Regions from separate parts of the Gossypium raimondii genome. Here region 1 is linked to region 2. The links are chromatin contacts, called in public Hi-C maps. All regions are on one chromosome and are shown on one strand. Each heading gives the region's core, a stretch centred on a gene start, on an enhancer-like site or on the middle of the called end of the contact. The rest is flanking DNA. Distances are from core to core; before and after follow the strand shown.

What was found. Hi-C and Micro-C count contacts between places; a contact is called where the count stands out from the background.
Region 1: a Hi-C map of leaf shows a contact between it and region 2, with 3 times the contacts expected there. The contact joins the promoter of LOC105784664 here to the promoter of LOC105784678 in region 2. A contact is called at or near these places in 2 of 2 Hi-C or Micro-C datasets (both in leaf).

What each region holds. Positions count from the first base shown.
Region 1 is chr7:22,600,594-22,603,930 of ASM2569854v1, reverse strand. It overlaps LOC105784664 (40S ribosomal protein S8), which reads right to left and starts at 1,963. Exons shown (of 5, transcript XM_012610563.2): 1 at 1,799-1,963; 2 at 1,606-1,678; 3 at 547-877; 4 at 224-393; 5 at 1-131. The coding sequence starts at 1,802. The coding sequence ends at 50.
Region 2 is chr7:22,351,716-22,354,608 of ASM2569854v1, reverse strand. LOC105784678 (U-box domain-containing protein 9) reads left to right here and starts at 1,304. Exons shown (of 2, transcript XM_012610586.2): 1 at 1,304-1,642; 2 at 2,230-2,893. The coding sequence starts at 1,334.

The DNA.
Region 1 (3,337 bases), core at 714-3,213, 250 kb before region 2:
GCAACAAAAACCACATTGATGAGAGAGTAGACCATTTGAAATACTGCATCTAAGCAGCTCCAGCGCCCTTGCCCTTCTTCCTTTGGATTTTCTTCATATAGAATTCTAGCTCTTTACCCTCCAATATGTATCTAATAATATATTAAATTGAATAACATTAGACATAACTGCATCAAAATGATAGAAAAAAACCTTATGAGCTTTATGATTCCCACAAACATACCCATCAGCTCTGCCACATTGACCTGGCCGGGAAGAAATGCATGCCAACAATCTACCAGAGCCAAATTGTTCTTCAATGTGAGCATCAAGTGTACGTTCCTTCTGGCGCTTCTCAAGCTTCCTTAGCACATGGTTACTCTTCTTAGTTTCCTCGGCAGCAACTTCTCCGTCCTACAGTTTATGATGTAGAATCAGTAACAATACTCAAAACCAACCACAAGAATTACATTGACTAAAGTTACCCATGCAGGGTTTAAACAGTTGGAACTTAAACTGCAACCAATAATTTTGAGAAGAAAAAGGAATCATTTGAAATCTTTCTACCTCAGTAGCTTCCTTCTTAGCTGCTGTCTTCTTCTTCCTCCCAATATCAACACCATAGTGTTGAAGGTACCATTGCTTAAAGGGAGCAGCATCCACTTGAACAATAGCACTCTTTACGAGGGTCTGTGTCCTGACAAGCTCATTGTTTGAGGCATTATATACCACATCAAGAATACGGGTCTTGCGGGTGACAGCTTCGCTACCCCATGAATAGTTGCCTGTATCCAATCTCAATGCCCTCCACTTCACATTGCCTCCTCTAACACGGATTCTCCTTACAGTCTTGTTGCTAGAGAGCTTAGTATTTGCTGGCTGACGACCAAGTTCATACCTTTCAAAAGCCGCCAAAAACATAAAAATTAGCAACTTAGATAAAAGCAAACCAACAAAATACAAACTGAATGAAACTATTCCCAAAAGAATTGAACCCTAATGCACTCCCCAACAAACTCAAACAACAGACCTCTCAGTTCCCCCTTCAAGAAAGAGGTCAAACATTAGACCCTCCATGATGACCATTGCAACACTCAACACACGCACATAAACCTTCCATGTATAAGCATATACCTGTATCAATTAGGAGTCCAACGTAACCTAAGGTCTATCTAATTACACCACACCCCTGAGAAAGGGCAAGCAACCCTTCCTAACACTATCATTTAGAAATAAATCTCATAAATTAGCTTATACAGCTCCTGAATGAAGATGCTCTTTACAGTTTCTAATAACGAACTGAACTTAAAGCTCACTCCATATTTCTTTTCTATACCCACTCAATCTATAATACCCATGATCAAAAGCTTTTGAATGACCCAATACCCAAAACTAAAACAAATCTAACTAATTCAGCATTCAATATCCATAAGAAAGACCATATATTCCATCCATCTTATCTCATTTGCATAAGGTTCAAGGAAAGGGTATTCTCATTGTAATTCATTTAGCAGATTAACTTTTAAAAAAACAAGAACAAAATAAAAAAACAAAAGAGAACAAATCGAGCAAAAACAAACGAAAATGTAAAAAAGGAAATGGGTAGAGAAGTTAAGAAGAAAATACTTTCGCTTCTTCCTCCAAGCCTTCTTCTTGCCACCAGTGGCACGCCTCTTGTGCATGGAATCCCTGGAAATACCTGAGTCAAAGATTGAAAAGAACCCATATTGAGGAGATGATAGTAAAGAGAAAATGAAGGTACAAGTTTTGAGAGTTAGGAAGTGAGAAAAGGAAGGAGGCAGGTAAAGATCGAAGTTACCCATGTTGGCTGAGCGGCGCAAAGAACTGTTTCAATTGCTCTCTTTCGTCTTACGCTCACAGCCACTGCACCAGCTAAAACCCTACCTCTGCCCGTTTATATGCTGCGTTTCCATAAGTTGTAATTAAATGGATTTATTGTTGTGTTCGGTCCGGTCCGGTCCTAGTCAATTTTTATTCTTTACAGGCAAAGGTTCTACTTCTAGTCAAATTTATGCATGTATCGTATCAAAATTATGATTTTCTTAGGCCAAATCACTGATATGGCTAAAAAGATACTGATATTAATTTATTTTAAAAAATCAAATAATGAATTTGAGCTCAATCTTTTAAATAAAAATAATTATTTTGAGAATCTTAATTTGATGATTTATATGAGACAAAATTCCGAGTTTCCTTTTTAAGTTTTAGTTAATTAATGAAAAATTTTAAATAGTGAAATGATTTACAATAAAGCATTTCTACTATTGGAGAGAATTCAATTAAAGCATTGTAAATAAGTGAATAGAACGTATGGGGAGAAGGTAAAAAAAATTGTAGCAAATTTTGTAACACTGAGCTCAACAAAAGGTAGTATTTTGTAAGGTGGAGAAAATGTAAGTATGACTTAAATCAGAATGAGTAAATGTAACACTCTTTACCCGATTCAACGACTAACACGTATAAGTGATGTCATGTTAACACTCTCTCTATTTTTCTAATTTTTTTTATAAAACATCAATTTCACAACTTAATAAAATATCTTAAAACAATTTTAAACATATGCAAAGCTTTCAACACATTTTTAAAATCTTTCCTAATTATTTGGACATGCCCAAAATATAAAACTAGGTTAGGAGCCTAAAATGATTAGAAACACAAGTTGTGCAAGTACAGTAGAGCAAAAGTCTCCATACTTGGGCTATAAGTCTTGAGATTTGGCCTATCTATTGTAATTTTTTAACTACTGGCTTGCAAGTACCTATACCAAACTCCAAAGTATCGATACATGGGTGCAGAGGACCTAAAATTAGTTTGAAAACACTTTATAACATCCCCAAACATCAAGAAATCATACCATTAAGTTCCAATTCATTTTGAAACATTATAAACACTAATTTGAACACAAACTCATTTTAAAAACACAGTCAAATTAAATCAACGCCACAACTCATCTTGAAAATGTTAAATGCATCATACATATAATGAAAACTTTTCAAAACTTACAAACTTAATATAAATACACTTAGTATATGTACATAATATTTTAAACTCTTTTAATAGGAATATAAAACTAAATTCTCTAAGTCTTTCAAACCTCACTCAGGAATGTGATCCTTCAAAGACATGATCTCTAGCTTCACAAAAAAAGGTCTTCCACCTACACATTTAAATCACTAGTGCGTTAAGCTCAAAAAACTTAGTGAGTACACTAAAATTTCCTACTTAACCATATCTCATATTAGTGGCAAGTCATTTTATGAATTATGGAGTTCAAATTCAATTTTGCTACTTACTAATGAGAATTTAGTCCCTTCACTTATTGATTCATTCACTAAGA
Region 2 (2,893 bases), core at 55-2,554:
TCTCTCAGTTGGGCCCAACAGTTTAAATCTTTTCTAAATGGGGTCAAGCCTAACTCACCAAATTCGGAATTTCATTCTCATTATGAAGACAATTGAGTCTATTTATTTTCTGATGGAGCAGTGGCTAAAGCTTCCGGAAATGCTTTCGCAGGTGGGGTGGTTCGTGATCGGGTTGGCAATTGGATTTTGGGCTTCAATCATTATTTGGGCAAATGTTCGCCTTTGGAGCAGAACTTTGGGGTATTCTTGATGGAATTCTCATTTTATTACATAAGGGCTATAAGAAAGTCAGGATTTAGACAGATAACTTTGAGGTGGTTAGGGCCTTGTCCATGGAGGAGTCAGTGGACTCCAGTATTACCTTGCTCAGAAGAGTTAAACGGTTTTTGCGCTCTAAAGGTCAGTGGGAAATTAAGTATGTTCCTAGGGAGTGTAATTTAATTGCAGATCAATTGGCAAAGATTAGTCTCTTTTGGTAGGCTTCCCTTCAGATATTTAAAATACCTCCTGATTTGGTAGTTACGGCTATCCAACAAGACAAAGCTTTTAGAGTCTTTTAGTAGTTGTTAAGTTGTATTTCTGTTTATCATTTTTCACAAAAAAAAATCAAATTAATTTTAAAAAGTAAATGAGTGATTAAAATAAAACTTATTAAAGTTAGATACAAAATGAGTATACAATAATAATAAATTAACGGAGTGACCAAGATAAAAAACTTATTAAAATTGAGGGAATAAAATAAAATAGTTGTTAAGAGAAGTGGCAATTAGAAAATTTTTATTTTGATACCGAAAATAAAATTATAAAAATTAGCTTTATTTCAGCTCTCCTTGTCTCTCCCATTACTTTATTTGGCCACAAAAGAAAATTCTTTTAACTCTCTATATTTCTTTATTTATTATGTCGTTCTTTTGTGTGTATATGGAAAGAAAACAGTGACGTGGTCAAATCTAGGCCTTGGATTGAAAACAATGATCCTTTAAATATGACAGAACGGTAAGATGACCTGAAACTCATTAAGCGGCGTGTTTGGAAAGAAACAAACAGATTTCCCACAATATTAAAAAAAAGAAAACAAATAAATAAAGAGAGAGAGAGAGAGAGAGAGAAAAAGTAATAAGTGACAAGTTTGAACTTTGTCTTTGCTTGTTCTTCGTCTTCTCTCAGTTCACCCCCAAAATTAAACTGGAAATTAGTTTGGAATTGAGTTAAGAAAACAAATGAAACAGAGTGTTCTCATTGTCTGGTTTTTTTCTTTTTGTTAATAATTAACGGCTTTCTGATTTTGGTTTTTTTTGGGGGGTTGGGGGTGGCGGGGGTGGGGGAGAATCAGATGGCGAAAACGGGGTTGTTGAGTTCTGATCCAACGGTTAGAGCGAGAGCGGTGGAATTGAAGAAAGAATTGCAGAGGCTGGTTAAGACTATCGTCGACGATGAGGATTACACCATCCACACCGTCGATCAAGCTAAAGATGCTCTTTGCGCTTTGAGAGAACTTAAGTTCAATAAAAGATCGACGGTGCCCACCACCACTACGACCTCGTCCCTGAAGTTACACGAAGCGCTGTCCTGTCCTGAGGAGTTTAAATGTCCTCTTTCTAAAGAGCTTATGAGAGATCCTGTCATTTTAGCTTCTGGCCAGGTACACACCTTTGTTCTTGTTGTTGTTGTTGTTTTTTTTTTTTAAATATTTATGAAAATTTTGAATTGTTATTGAAGATCGAAAGGAACACAAATTGAGATAATTTAGGTGAGATTTAGTTTATTTATTTTATAATTGTATATTTGTTTTGTCCTCAGATTATATCATTTAAAGTGAATTTCCTTTTCTGCATTTCTGTTTTAGTAAGAAAATTATCATCATTTAAGAGTGATTTTGATGTAATTAGTTGAGACTAAAGATTACAAAGTACAGTGTGAGTATTTATTCTAGTCTCTCAGCTATTTAAAGATTACAATTCTTTGATGCGATATGATTTGGTTTGTTTTTCTTTGTATATTAATAGCATTATGGGTGTTAGAGAATCGAATTATTTGGGAAAGCAAATGGATGAATCGCAAAATCCTTCTAAGATGATTGGTTTTACTAGTTTTTTTATTTTAATTTGATGTCCATGGAGTCGAGTTCCTGCCTTTGGATCTATTGTTGTAGTTTGCATTAAGCTTTGATGAATTCTGTCTGTTTTGTCTGTCTTGATACCTGATTTGGTTTCATTTTCTGATGTGCAGACATACGACAGACCCTTTATACAGAAATGGCTGAATGCGGGGAATAGGACTTGCCCTCAGACCGAACAGGTTCTTTCACACACGATTCTAACTCCGAATAATCTAATCAGGGATATGATATCGCAGTGGAGCAAGAGTCAGGGAATAGAATTGCCGAACCCTGTTATGGATGGGAAAGAGGAGGGGGTCACGGAAGCAGAGCGTGATCGTTTCTTTTCTTTGCTTGACAAGTTGTGTGCTGCGCTTCCTCAACAGAAGGAAGCAGCAAAGGAGCTTCGGATGTTGACGAAAAAGATGCCTTCATTCCGTGCACTTTTTGGTGAATCTGTCGATGCCATTCCTCAACTGCTCACCCCGCTCTCCGGGAGCAAATCTGAGAGCTGTGTTCATCCTGACCTCCAGGAAGATGTGATCACGACACTCTTGAACCTTTCAATCCATGACAGCAATAAGAAGCTCGTTGCTGAAACTCCAATGGTTATTCCTCTTCTTATGGAAGCATTGAGATCCGGAACAATTGAAACAAGGAGCAATGCAGCTGCAACACTTTTCACTCTATCCGCTCTTGATTCAAACAAGGCACTTATTGGTAAATCAGGTGCCTTAAAACCTCTCATTGACCTTCTAGATGAGGGTCATCCATTAGCAATGAAAGATGTTGCCT